Linked DNA regions of Mus musculus: region 2 is linked to region 1. The links are chromatin contacts, called in public Hi-C maps. All regions are on one chromosome and are shown on one strand. The core of a region is the stretch at or near the end of the contact, and the rest is flanking DNA. Distances in the headings are between cores, read along the strand shown. Region 1 overlaps Slc8a1 (solute carrier family 8 (sodium/calcium exchanger), member 1). Region 2 overlaps Slc8a1 (solute carrier family 8 (sodium/calcium exchanger), member 1).

Region 1 (6,709 bases), core at 2,264-4,763:
ACAGCAGTCCAGGCCATCACAGAGCCTTTTAGTAATGACTTACATATAATATAGGTTTTGAAAATGAGTAAGTTATAATACTGGTAAAATAGAAAAAGGCCCTCACATAGAAAAAGTGATCATCAGAAAATGAGAAAAATTTACAAAAGTCAGGATAAAAGAAAGGCAGTTCTTTAGTATATGAAGGGTACACTTGGTACCAATTATGAGCAATGTAAACTCTGAAACACTGTGGGACAATTTCCAATGTAGTTACTGTAGAATCAGACAAAACCCTTTAGAGAGAACTCGTCAACTTTTATTACACATGAACATCGTTTTTGGAAGTGCTTTTGTGATTCTGTGATTGAGGGGTCTTGACATCACTCTTTGCAGGTATGCCCTGGCAAGGCCTTTCTACCCTCTTAGGGAAAGAAATTCCACGAGCTCTAGGAAGTGGATTGGCACACACAGTCAGGTGTATCACAGTGATGAAAAGACAGTGATTCTGTTTGTATTTTATTCTTTGACTCTAATGGATCTCCAAGGTGGAGCTAGCGTGGAGCTTTCCCTGACTGTCTACAGAGCTTTGATTTTCCATGTCAAGCATTTTAAAATTTCGTTTTCAGTTGTATTATTTAATTCTCCCACACTGGCATTTTATTCCCCCACTCTTTCTCCCACCAAATAGTTAAGAAAATAGAACCATATGGTTCTTGTAAGGGTAAAATGTATTTGTAAGTGCTAGGATTATGATTTTTTTAAATTAGAATTAGTATAAAATGGCAAGCACACGTAGGACACCATGTGACTGTGTGATAATGCCATGACTCTTATTGTCTGAAAGACAGCATTTCTGAATGATAAGCTGTGGAGAAGAAGGTTTACCATACTGAATAGTTACATGAGAACATGGAAGTTCTCATGTAAGATATAAATGTTTCACCCTTTAGGTGGTGGCCATAATTTATAGATTACCTCTGAATGTAAAGGCAGACATGGGCATCGATGATATAGATGACTAAATATATGAAATTCTACCATTCTAAAAAAATCAACTATTGATAATAAAACCTGAGGAAATAGACATTAGAAGATGAAAGATTATTTCCCTTCCTTAATGTCCTCAGACATAATTTTACCATTCATAGTCACAGGATAAAAACATCTATTATAATACAAGAAAAGCATGAGAAATCCATTTCTGTAAAACCCCTCAAAAATGTTCACATAAGTAGATGGAAATATATACTGGACTTGTAGATAAATTCTATATCATGATGTAAAAAGAGGTGTTGGTCAAAGAGTGATCCAAATATCACTCATGCCCTCAGTCATGAAATTCTGCATGGTACCCTACCTAGGACACCATAGTTCTTAAATAACTCGATCAGTTATTTATTCTTTCCTTGGAGTGCAAAGGGGTTTATAGATACTGGCAATACCAAACCAACTGATTTAGCCCTGCATTCAGGAGTGTATAGTATGGGATTGCCCCATGACAGAGATAAATTTAGGTGGAAATTGATGACAGACAATGATTCAAGACCAACAGTTTAGACAAGGTTCCTAAGATGACATGAATGATATCACTGAGGACTCTGGAAGTATAGCCAAGCAAAGGTGTCCTGGGCAGGAGGAACAATCAATATAAAAGCAGAGATGCATTTTTGAAAACAGTTGCTCATTTTCTCAGGCATAATTAATCAATCCCCATATAGCACTTTCTGTGAATATGAGCAGTGTAAGTATCTTTATTGATCTTAATTCTCATCTCCCTTAGGGACCAGAGACCTCCTAGCATCCTGCTGATCCATCCTTGCACTCATTATCCCTCTCATTAACAAAGAGAACCCTCTGGGTTTTACAAATGTGGTCCTCCTCCCAAGGGTGGGCAAGAGGAAAGCCTTTTAGTCTTTTCAAAAATGTCTTCTGCAAGATATTTCTATAAAAAAAAAAAAAAGGAGAGGTGTTGTCTGAGAAATGTGCTTTTGTGTGGCAGGGCTTGAATGGGGATTGTTTTGCCTTTTACACAATTTCTGGAAAGGGAAGCAAGAAGGAAAAAAATATTATCATCAGTGTTGGTCAGTATTCTCAGGGTCTGAACTAAAATGTGCCACAAACAAGAGACTGTCTCTTAAACCAACTCAATACAGGCTCCTTGCCAAGAATAACTACAAAGTGGAGGGCCACATCAGCCAGGCCTTGGGATTTGCGTCTGGCAACTTTGGAGTTCCAGGCAGCATTTGTAAGAAGTCACTCTGTGAACTAGGTCCCTGGATATAAATCTACATGCAGGCAGATTTACGAGTGCTGAAGAAAGGTGATTAAGTTCTGTTCAGGGACAAGCCCTTTGATAGACTGTTCATTCCTAAGTGGCCATCCCTAAACACATGCGCATATATGGATATTACCAAATAGATTCCATAGGTTGTATTTGATACATACATGCATGCATACATACAAACACACACACACACACACACACACACACACACACATATGCATATATATACATACATACACATACACATACACATACACATACATATACACATACATATACATATACATATCCTCTTTCTGAATATATACAAGCTGAGTCCCTGGCTTCCTTCTGAACTTCCAAAAGAAAGCTTTAACAGTTCTGGAGAATGAAGACCTATTATTTAAAACTACCTTCTTTTTAAAGAATTGGGGCAGAGATCAGGGGCTATCACAGCAATCATTATCTCTGGAATATCTGTCAGCTGGTAGCAGCTAATGATGCTGTCACAGGTAAATGCTCCTTGATCTTCAGGATGTGATCGCCTAGCATCCTAGCACTCTGGGAGCTTTGTCTTCACTTGAATTTGGGGTAGAATAAAGAACTTGTGGATTTGTCCTAATCCACTATTCAAAATTGGCAACTCACAGCAGTCTGTTTATCCATCCACATAAGCGTTATAACAGGATTAGCTCCTGGCTTCTGTCCCTTCAATTAAGTGCCACCAGAAGACTCTTTTGTGACCAAAATGGCTCCATCAATGTTGACTTTCTCTTTATTATGGTAGCAAAAGAAACACATTAAAATGACATCTTTTTTTTTTATCTCCCCCTACCTTTCTAGTACATTTATATTCTTTATCTAACTCAGAGGCATGCTGGGAAATTTAACTAAATCTGAGAGCCAAATGTTCTGGAAATCCTTAAGACTCGGGGAGTAGCAGGGAGTAATTTCTCATCCAGGGTAAGCTCCAGTAATCAGCTTTTTCAACCCAGATTCAACCCTTAATAAAAAGAACGAGTGTTCGGGATAAAGTCTCTTTTCCTGCTCAGGGGACTTACTACCCTGTCTGTGTAACTCCTTGCTACTCATGTCATTGAGCCTCTTATGGGGAGCCAGCCTAATGCTTACTGATGCAAGGATGCTGGCTTTCAAAGTTTGCATAAGTATACTTGCTCGTGGACTCAGGGTTATACAGACCATTACCATTGTTATTACCCACGATTAAGCATAGAAATTGCACCCAGAAGACTTCCCTCTCTGGAGACCTTCCTCCCAACAGCCACTGTGCTTCAGTGGCTCCTTCCTTCTTTTTCACACTGTTCTTAGCTAAAGTCTGTGTAGCACTAAGAGAAAAAAACTTCAGCAGTGGTTCTCAAGCTTCCTAATGCATTGACCCTTTAATGCAGTTCCTTATGTAGTGGTGACCACCAATCGTACAGCTATTTCCTTGCTCCTTCATCGCTGCGATTGTGTTACTGTTACGAATTGTAGTGGAAACATCTGCTATGCAGGATATCTGCTATACAACACCCTAAGGAGTCATGACTCACAGGTTGAGAGCAGCTGCGTTTGGGGAAAGTGTAGGATCCAGTTACCAGGAATTTAGGAAAGGATCACCTGCGTTCCTTCCTACTGGCAACAGAGATAGTATTTAAAAGCAGCCCAATGATGGCTGCAAAGAGGACATTGACTTCTGACTTAGTATGAGCCTCAAAGGAGCAGATACCCTTGATTTAAAGTGACTTCTGGAGAACCTGGACTCATCCTTAGCATATCTTCATCTGTAAGTGACAGCCTATATTTTAGTACAAGTTCTACCACTACAGTGAATTCTTACAATTCCCGTAAGGATTTGGTTTCACTAGTTTACAATTTCATTCATTTTTTTTAAAGGGCAATGAAACCACAGATTTCCCTCCACTGACGATTGTGCCACTATCCAAGGCAATTTAGGGCCTAACGAGGTTGCAGCATGATGGTCAAACAACTGCTCCCCTTAGCTGGGAAAAAAAGCGAACGAAAACAGAAAATCTAAATATTTTTCTTTTAGTCCTAACAGGAGTAAAAATGCGGAAGTGGAACGGTAGGAAAGCCCGTCCTGGTGATCCCGGGACTTCATCCAGCAGCACCAGGGTCAGGCTGTTAGCATGACACTGTTTTTTTGTTTTATTTTGGTTTTTGTTTTGTTTTTTGTTGTTTTTTGTTTTTTTACAAACGTGGAAGCTGTTTTTGACAAATGGCAAACACACCTGAATCTGTGCCAGACAACGACTTTTGAAAGAGCATCAGTTCACTGGAGACTGTTTGGACCCAGGCAGTTCACTGGAGTCCTCGTAAAGATGTTTATTGAGACCCTCACTGTCAAAGATACCTCCACACAAACTGTTGTCTGCCAGTAATGCTGAGGAAGATTTACAGGTCCCCAACACATTTATTTGTAACAACCCTTTCTAAGACAGCAAAAAGAAATGAACAAAGGCAGAATACAAGGAGATGTGGGAGTTGCTTTTGCAACTAACTGGTTTTTGAAAGAGAAAAGGGATAGGCTCTTGTTCTCTCTATCTGGACATCCTTTAGATGTTGTATCATAAACCAAACATGTCCCCTCTAGGAGAGCCTGAAGGTGTCATACCCTTAATGGCATTCCTCTCTATGGACCCTGAACATGGAGCAGACGATCAAGGAGGAAGTCTTTATGAACAGAGCGAGTGACCAGGCAGAGGAATCGAAATGGGCAGTGGTTTGGCACATGTATTAACCAGCACCCCATTTCATTTTCCAGGTTGGAAAAACAGAACTAGATAGCCACTCAGCAGGGATTTAGGCTGAGTTCATGGAAACAAAGCTTGAAGTTATGACTACAGATCTAGTGGTTGAGGAGGGAGGCAGTAGTCTGCTGTCTATTGCATAGCGTGATCTGCAAATAGAGACTGTGGCTTTTGAGCGGTCAGTTTCTGACATGCTTAAGGTTTTACTGTTTCCACTTATGCAAAATCTACACAGTATAAATGTGTATAGATTTACACATTATACATATATATTCTCATACCCTTTCCCACTTATTACCGCTTGCTGTGGTCTGGAATGGTTTGGTGTGGTTTGCTGGTTCTATCTCTTGTCCTCTGGAGTTAGGCTTGCACGTGCCTGCCTTGCTAACAGCTGCTTGCCAAGGGAAGGTGCTGAACTAAACAGCTGAGATAGCCAGGCATTACCTCTTCTTCAAGAGTTAAATGACTGAGAGTGACAGCCTTAGCAACATGGGCATAACTCATCTTATAGGCCACCGAATACAGTTTCTCACAAACTGAGAAATTGCCAAGCAGATTCCAAAAACACAAGATGGCATTATTTCTTCTTCAATAGGCATTTTCTAAGGGTCCAGGGACAGGCCTGGAAGTTGAGCATCACAGTTACATTTACAAAGGAGGACATGGGAAATCCACAAGTAATGGTTTCTTGAGAATCCATGTGATCTGAATCTTGGGTTGGACTCTAAATCCTGGTTGTAGAATTTCTAGTATCTAATACACACACACACACACACACACACACACACACACACACATATATATATATATATATGACACTAGAAACTCTAGCTTAGTCAAAGCTGTATGAAAAACTTTAGTAGTGCTACATAGAAGAGACTAGCACCATAGATCAAGAGGCTAGGTTGGAAAATCCATCTTTGTTTGTTTTTCAAGCCTATTCCTTGTTTCTTGACATTTTCTCTCTCAAAATAAAATAATAATAACAATCGATCTAAGCATTAACTTTTATTTATATTTGTCTACTCATGTTGATGTGATTCACCCTGTCCTAGTTAATGGTACCAGAAGAATGGTGTCTACACCCAGACGGTAAGATAGCGGTGTTTACCCGAGGGATAATTTGGCCTTTCATCTGGTCTTCCTTGCCAAGTTAAATACTTACTCCCTTGGTTAAACAAAATAAAGAATTTTCTCCTACAGTGTAAAAGACATTTGCAGAGCTTTTGGGTTTGTTCATTTCTCTTCACTGGGCTTGGGTAATATGGGTTTTTCACACCAAAATACTATTTCACCCAATTAATTGAAATAGAACTAAAAAATCTGGTACACTGGTCCCTGGGAATTCAAACAAAACAAAACAAAAAAGAACAGACCTGGGGTTGTAGGTCATTGGTTAAAGTAGTTTCTCATCATGTACAAGCCCCTGACTTGAGTCTCAATCTCTGCTAAAATGATGATGATGATTATGATGGTGATGATGATGATAGATTAATTAATTAATAATAGGAGAAGAGGAAATTTTTTTTTGTTTTGTATTGAAAACAATATCGGAACGGACAAGATTTTGCTTTTAATTTCAGTGTTTATTGACAGGATATTCTACTAAAGTTCTTTATGTGATCTTTAGAGAAGAAATACCAAAATTGTTTGAAACGTGAGTAATATTGAAGAAAATCCATAAAAGGCAAAT
Region 2 (6,709 bases), core at 1,542-4,041, 110 kb after region 1:
GCCAATAGATGGGCAGAAGAGACATTGGCAGGGATTAGGGTTCCTGGTCTAGGAGTCAGAGGAGAACCACATGGTGGAAAAAAAGAAGGTAAAGAGAAGAGAAGACTCCATGGGATAAGACTCTTAAAATAATGGCCATGTGGGCTGACCAATTGGAGTTAAGAGCACACAGATGAAACATGGCAAATTATATAATTGAATTATTAGCTGGGAAATAGACATAATAGCATAGAGGTTACATATCTGCCCAGCTCTTTGCTGACTAAGGCTTACTATAAATATAAAGGTTGTGTATGTCCTTTAAACAGGAACTAAATGGTCAAAGGTGGGGTGGAAACCCCAGATTGAGATTAAATATTTCTACAACACACAGACACACACACACACATACATATGCATACATGTGCACACACATATGTATAAACATACATGATCCACTAAATTCAAATTGCTGTGTTTTTAGGAAAAGAGAGTCAAAAGAACAATAGCTTTTGCCTAAATTGTAATGTCCTTTTTAAAATTTAATGTGCACGGATGATGGCTTTATAATACAATCTCTCTGCTTAGAAATTAGGCCTTTGTAGACAACTGTTTGGAAAAGAGCTAAAGACAATAATTACAACTAATATTATTTACTATGCAGCAGGTACTGGATTGCATGCATATATTTGAAATAAGGATGCATATTGTCATTCTGTAAATGTCAAAATAAAAACAAGCCCACCTCTAAGTCAACAGAAATACTTGCATATATGGTATATGTTTATGTGTATATGTATATATGGTATATGTTTATGTGTATATGTAGATATGTGTATATGCAGTAAACAGAATGTACCCATACTATTCACTAGACTGAGAAAACTTAACTGTAGTTACAAAAACACAAATTCACTTTAAGAGCTTCGCATTTAAGAAAGGACCATTGGTTATTCATGAAATAAAAGACTTTTAATAAAGAAATTATAATTTACAGTGACTATTAAGAAAGTTCCCACGTTACTGTGGATGCCAGGAAGTGCTTGCTGTCAGAAGTCTGATATGGCTGTCTCCTGAGAGGCTCTGCCAGAGCCCAACTAAAACAGGCAGAAGCTCGTAGCCAACAATTGGACTGAGTTCAGGGGTCCCCAGTGGAGGAGTTGGAGAAGAGACTGAAAGAGCTGAGGGAGTTTGCAGCCCCATAGAGGGAGCAACAATGACAACAGGCCAGAAATCCAGGAGCTCCTGGAACTGGAAAACCAACCAAAGAGTACACATGGAGCGTTCCATGGGGCTGGCCACATATATGGCAAAGGATGGCCTTGTTGGACATCAGTGGGAGGAGCGGCCCTTGGGCCTGAGGGTGTTCAATGCCCCAGTGTAGGGGAATATCAGGGCAGAAGGACAGGAGTGGATGGGTGGGTGGGGGAGCACCCTCATAAAAGCAGGGTGAGGGAGGATGGGACGGGGGTTTCTGAAGTGGAGACCTGGAAAGGGGAAAACATTTGAAATGTAAATAAAGAAATTATCCAATCAAAGAAAGAGAAAGAAAGAAAGAGAGAGAGAGAGAGAGAGAGAGAGAGAGAGAGAGAGAGAGGGAGAGAAGAAAGAAAGGAAGGAAAGAAAGACAGACAGAGAGAAAGAAATTTACTCTTTCTTTGAAAGTACCTGAACCTACAGAGCACATTTTCTCCATAATGTCTCATTTCTATATATTTCTGGATAAGCACATAGTCTTGATACTCACTGTATCATTATTGTATTGGTCTTTACATTTATGTATATACGTGCTATAAATGTATTAATCAATACACCATATTCACATCCTTCTGTCCTACCTATACTATCCAAGAACTCACTCACACAGATGTCTGCTTTCAACACTAACAGCTCAAGAGAACCTCTATCTCTGATCTTCTGTCTTTCCTCTGTGGTCTGCTTGACTTATTTCAGTATTATATCACAGCATCCTGAAATGCTAAGCTGTCCGTGGCTAAGATGCTGAAACTACCATGCCACAGCTCATCAAGGTCATATAAAATGGCTTGGTAAAATGATACCATTTATAGAAAGGACTCAAATGGAACCACCTTGCTTTCTCTGGTAACACACAGGTTTAGGAGACAATGTTCAAGAACAGACATTTCTCTAGGTCAAGTTCCTCTCGGTTCTTGATGCTGTGAGACATGAATCAGATTTGAATATGACTCTTCTTGTCTCTACCAGAGAGGGCAGCCAAACTGTGAAGGAGCCATCTGGGATGGGCATAGCTAGGGAGCAGTAGTGTATGGTTCTCTTCCAAGGAAGAACAGTCACATCAAGGGTCCAGCTGCCAGAAGTGGATAGCTCATCATCATTGGCTCCTAGCCTGAACACCAGGGCAAGAGCTTTATCCAGAGGTATCGAGAGACACAGACATGCCAAAGAAGGCACATCTGGAGCGCCAGGGATGACTGCATGCTCACAGGTCTGTGTGTTGGATGCTGTTTACCTCTTCCTGTAGACACAACACAAGGCCCTCTATGGAAGGGATTTCTATGCCTTAGTCACCTCTGTAGCATTTTGACACTGACCAGGTACTTATGGAAAATGTTGACAGAAGGAATGAAGGAATGGGGTCTCAGCCCTAGTGGATTCCACCAGGCATTGAGGGCTTCTCAAACAGACTCTTCCTCTTACATGGTTCTAAAGACATAATTTCTGTTTATTTTTAGTAAATCAGCAATGAGCTGCATCTTGTTTCCTTATTCTCATACTGTCTGCTATTTGCTTGAACAGGACTCTGGACGGATTCCAGGTTTCATTTCATTTTCCTACTAGCTGAAATCTAATCAGGGCTGTATACTCATTGCCTTTGTCTCTTGGTCTGTCTGCCCCACCCCAACCTCTGCTTCTCTTCTTTCCCTGGTGACACTGTCTCCCAACTTCTCAGCTAGCCTCCTTGTCCTCCCTCCTTTCCTCATGCCCCCTTCTCTCCTCTAAACCCCCCCCCGTTCCTCCTCTCTTCTCTTCACTCCAGATATATAAATACCAGAAAGACTACTATATGCACTAACGTGAATAGTTCATTTTATAAATGCTGTCAAATCATGAATGCAATGACTGATGTATAAGACAGTAAGCTTCCTTTGTCGTGTTAGGGCTTCGTTTGTTTCGCTGTGCCCTAAGAATTATATTGTATATAAGTGTGACATAAGTTTACCTTCTCTTTCATTCTAAATAAAAATGTATGTATATAAGACATATGTATTTTTTGTTGAGGGAGAACCATTGTAGGCTTCTTTTAAAGGTTATAATTAATTATAATTATGAGTGCTGCCAATGGGCTTTCTCCTAAAAGACTAGTAATTTGCCTGTGAAATTAAATCATAAAAGAAAATAAAGCTATCTCACCCCAAAATACTTTCGCAGGCATATATAAATTTATAAAAGTATATGGAATATGTCATTGGCTCATCATTAGATTTTAGGTATTTTTTTTCCTTGTTCATGTTCTCTAGAGAGAATGTAATTAAAAGCAAGCTGACTTGAAATTTGGCATCTATACAGTGCATCTAAACCAGGTGTGGCAGCATATGACTGCAGTTCCAGCACTCAAGAGGCTGGGGAAGGAAGAGTATGTACTTGAGGCCAGTCTGGGCTGTATCATAAGCCAGTGTCTCAAATAAAAATAAAGAAAAATAAAAATACTCCTATTAATCATTAAAACTGCCTTTTCTGTAGCATTCAGAATTACAGTTTGTATGGGCGAAACCATAGTGAGAGTCACCTTTCATGGAAAGCTTCCAATCAATAATGCTTACTGTTAATCACCTCCAGGTTAGTATCACTTCTTGGTAACAGCAACAATCCAAGATAGTAAATATTGCCATGATAACATATTAAAAAAAAAAAGAAGGGAAAGAAATACTATTTTAAGTATGAAAATACATTCAGTATGAGAAAGGCTACATTCTGTATTTTGCCATATATGGAAGTCAACTGCTACTGGGCCCAGAGCAAGGAATGTAAAAAACAACAACAACAACAACAACAACAAAAACAAACAAAAAAATCAAAAACAAAAACAAAATACCAACAATCTCATAATGAAATTTCCCTGTCAAAATAGGAGCAAGGTGGAATGACTACTGTGATGAAGGAAAGACTGGACACCAATTGGCCAGGGCAGGTATGTGGAGTAACTGTGTCTTATATCCCCTTGCTTTTTAAATTCAGTCCATTGCTGTTTTTCTAGGCTAATAGAGATTGGGATTGGGAGTGTGGTGGTACTGTGGGCTGGGTATATGTTCAAGTATTCCATAGAAGACAAAGGTCATTTCTGTTTCTTACTTCTGAGTTGCTTAGACATGTGTTGCAATTAGGACTATAGTAACACAGCCTCCAATCAGATTATATTGAGATCTAAAAGTCCCAGAAGACAATGTAGGACTTAGGGTCGGGCAGTTCTGCAGATGGATGCTACAGTACTTCGTACTAGCTGTGAGAATTGAAGGAAAGCAGTAGATACATCGCGATCTATACGGTACATACATCTTGTATAGAGTAAGTGTGGTGGGAGCACCTAGTTCACTTTTGAAAATTAAAATCAAAATGGCATAATGCCCTGCCCTCAATTAGAGCTCTGTCATCATCCCCACAACTTTAACCTTGTCCATCATGACTATCACAACTCTCTCCACTACCACCACACCACACTTACTGCAGCCATTTCTACAACCATCAAATATGCAAAATCACAGCAACTGTCACACTACATCTGCCACTGTCACACCCACGCCATCACCACCTTTGCCCCCACCTCCCGCCACTGCCGTCCCTACCTCTACTAATACCACATACCACATGTACACTGACGCCACTAACACCATCCAGGTCTAAAACTTTCACTACCATCAATGTATCTCAACATGTCACATTGATGGTGACCACCATCATATCCCAAACATCATCAAGTCACAAAGTTAGGGTAAAACAAACAGGGAGCCAAACTTTGGGAAGGAACCCAAATTTGGGAATGCTCTAAAGTCCATATTCCATCCTGTAATATTTTTAAAACAATGGTTGTTAGAAATAATAGCTGGGTAAACGGCTCTGCTTGTAAAGTGCCTGCTGTACAAGGATAAAGAGCTGACTTTGGGTCCCTAGCATTCACCTTAATTTTTTGATATGTGATGTACACCTATACCCTTCAGCATTGAAGGGTACAGAGAAAAGCGAGTCCCCAAGTGCAGCGAACCAGCTAGCAAAAGGGAAATGATAGTCCCTGGGTTCAGTAAAAAATAAAAAATAAGATGGGGAGGGAAAGATATTTGACATCAATATCTAGCCCCTAATCACATACTCACAGGTGAAATCACTCTCTCTCTCTCTCTCTCTCTCTCTCTCTCTCTCTCTCTCTCTGACACACACACACACACACACACACACAGGAGGGGGGAGAGAGAGAGAAGGGGAGAGAGAGGGTGAGGCAGGCAGGCAGAGAGACAGACAGACAGACAGACAGAAAGAGACTAATTTTAGTTTCAAAAGTTACTCTTAAGTTTAGTAGAAAGCCTCAGATCTCTTGTGAGAAGGAAGGAAGGAAGGAAGGAAGGAAGGAAGGAAGGAAGGAAGGAAGGAAGGAAGGAGAAAGAAAGAGAGAATAGAAGGGAAGGAAAGAAGGAAGGGAGGGAGGGAGGGAGGAAGGAAGGGGAAGGGAAACAAAAAGAAAAGTCAGAAATTTCTATGTGCAAAATTCTCACCTACTCCACTGATATATGAATTAGCAGCCACACTTGAATTTTTCTGGTGTCTGAAAGACAGAGGACCAGAATCCTGCCTTGAGCCTGTCTTTGTCCTTCTCTCCATATCTTCCCCTGTCTCAGCGAGTACAATTCCCACTACTATATTTGACCCAGCAGCGACATTGTAAGAGGGAAAGAAAATGTCATCAGGAGCCCTGGACATTTAGAAGGAAGGCCGGGAATGAAAGGGCATCTTTTCTTTAACTCTGCTTCAGCTATATAGGTCCCTGAAAAGAAAGGACCTTGGGGCTGGCTCAACCTTTGGCAAACGGATGAGTATTACGGAGACTGTGGGTAGAGCCAGGAAGGAATGCAAGGGAGCTTTCCTATAATTCTATGCGTGTTCTTCATGGCTTATCTCCTTCCCAGGTTCTTCTCTATTTCTCTCATAAGGCACTGTGGGAAACCAGCAGACAAAAGTTCTGCCTAGTCTATAGCATCTTCCCCCGACGCCCTCAGCAGGCAGGCTTAGCCCACAGCACTTCTAGACAGCTGACCATACCTTCAGCTGGCTTCATACGCTCTCCTTTCCCTTCTTATGCCACAGGGCCCAGAGCCACTTGCACCTCTGCAAGGCAACATGATGTCTTGTATCAGACACACAGTCTTCCTACCTCAAAGCACGAATCTCCAGTGATCAGACTGCAGAAGCCATGACAGAAGACAACACGACACAGGGCTATTTTAAAGGAAAGCATTTGCACTTCTTGTGGCTTTACAATGTTATCTTAAGGCAGTTTTTCTCAGCTAATAAGGACAGAACGGCAAAACGCCAACAATCCGTCTGTATGTCCCAGCATCTGTACTCTCCAGGTTGCTCCATCCACAAGGATTAAGGGCAGTGTGTATAAATATCCTCCTCCAGGTTACCAGTGCATTTAGGAAAGAAAAGCCATGACATTCTCCTCCCACATTACAGTTCTGTGTACAGTCTGTTCAGGTCT

The links. A called contact is a pair of places that touch in the nucleus more often than the background predicts.
Region 2: a contact with region 1 is called in a Hi-C map of the N1E-115 cell line, with 2.6 times the contacts expected there. The contact joins two enhancer-like sites. A contact is called at or near these places in 3 of 484 Hi-C or Micro-C datasets (the N1E-115 cell line, nephron progenitors and reprogramming fibroblasts), 2 of 115 datasets of contacts at active chromatin or transcription factors (bone marrow-derived macrophages and microglia) and 2 of 9 other capture datasets (adipose tissue and pancreatic islet).

Annotation. Positions count from the first base shown.
Region 1 is chr17:81,521,253-81,527,961 of GRCm38.p6, forward strand. All of the region lies in intron 2 of Slc8a1 (solute carrier family 8 (sodium/calcium exchanger), member 1), which reads right to left. Among named protein-coding and RNA genes, the nearest start is that of Slc8a1, 210 kb to the right of the region's middle. Within about 2 kb of position 3,514, at least 10 of the 459 cell types and tissues checked have an H3K27ac peak or open chromatin away from gene starts, as enhancers often do. A contact at or near this core is called in the N1E-115 cell line, where this site is marked.
Region 2 is chr17:81,634,235-81,640,943 of GRCm38.p6, forward strand. All of the region lies in intron 2 of Slc8a1 (solute carrier family 8 (sodium/calcium exchanger), member 1), which reads right to left. Among named protein-coding and RNA genes, the nearest start is that of Slc8a1, 100 kb to the right of the region's middle. Within about 2 kb of position 2,792, at least 15 of the 459 cell types and tissues checked have an H3K27ac peak or open chromatin away from gene starts, as enhancers often do. A contact at or near this core is called in the N1E-115 cell line, where this site is marked.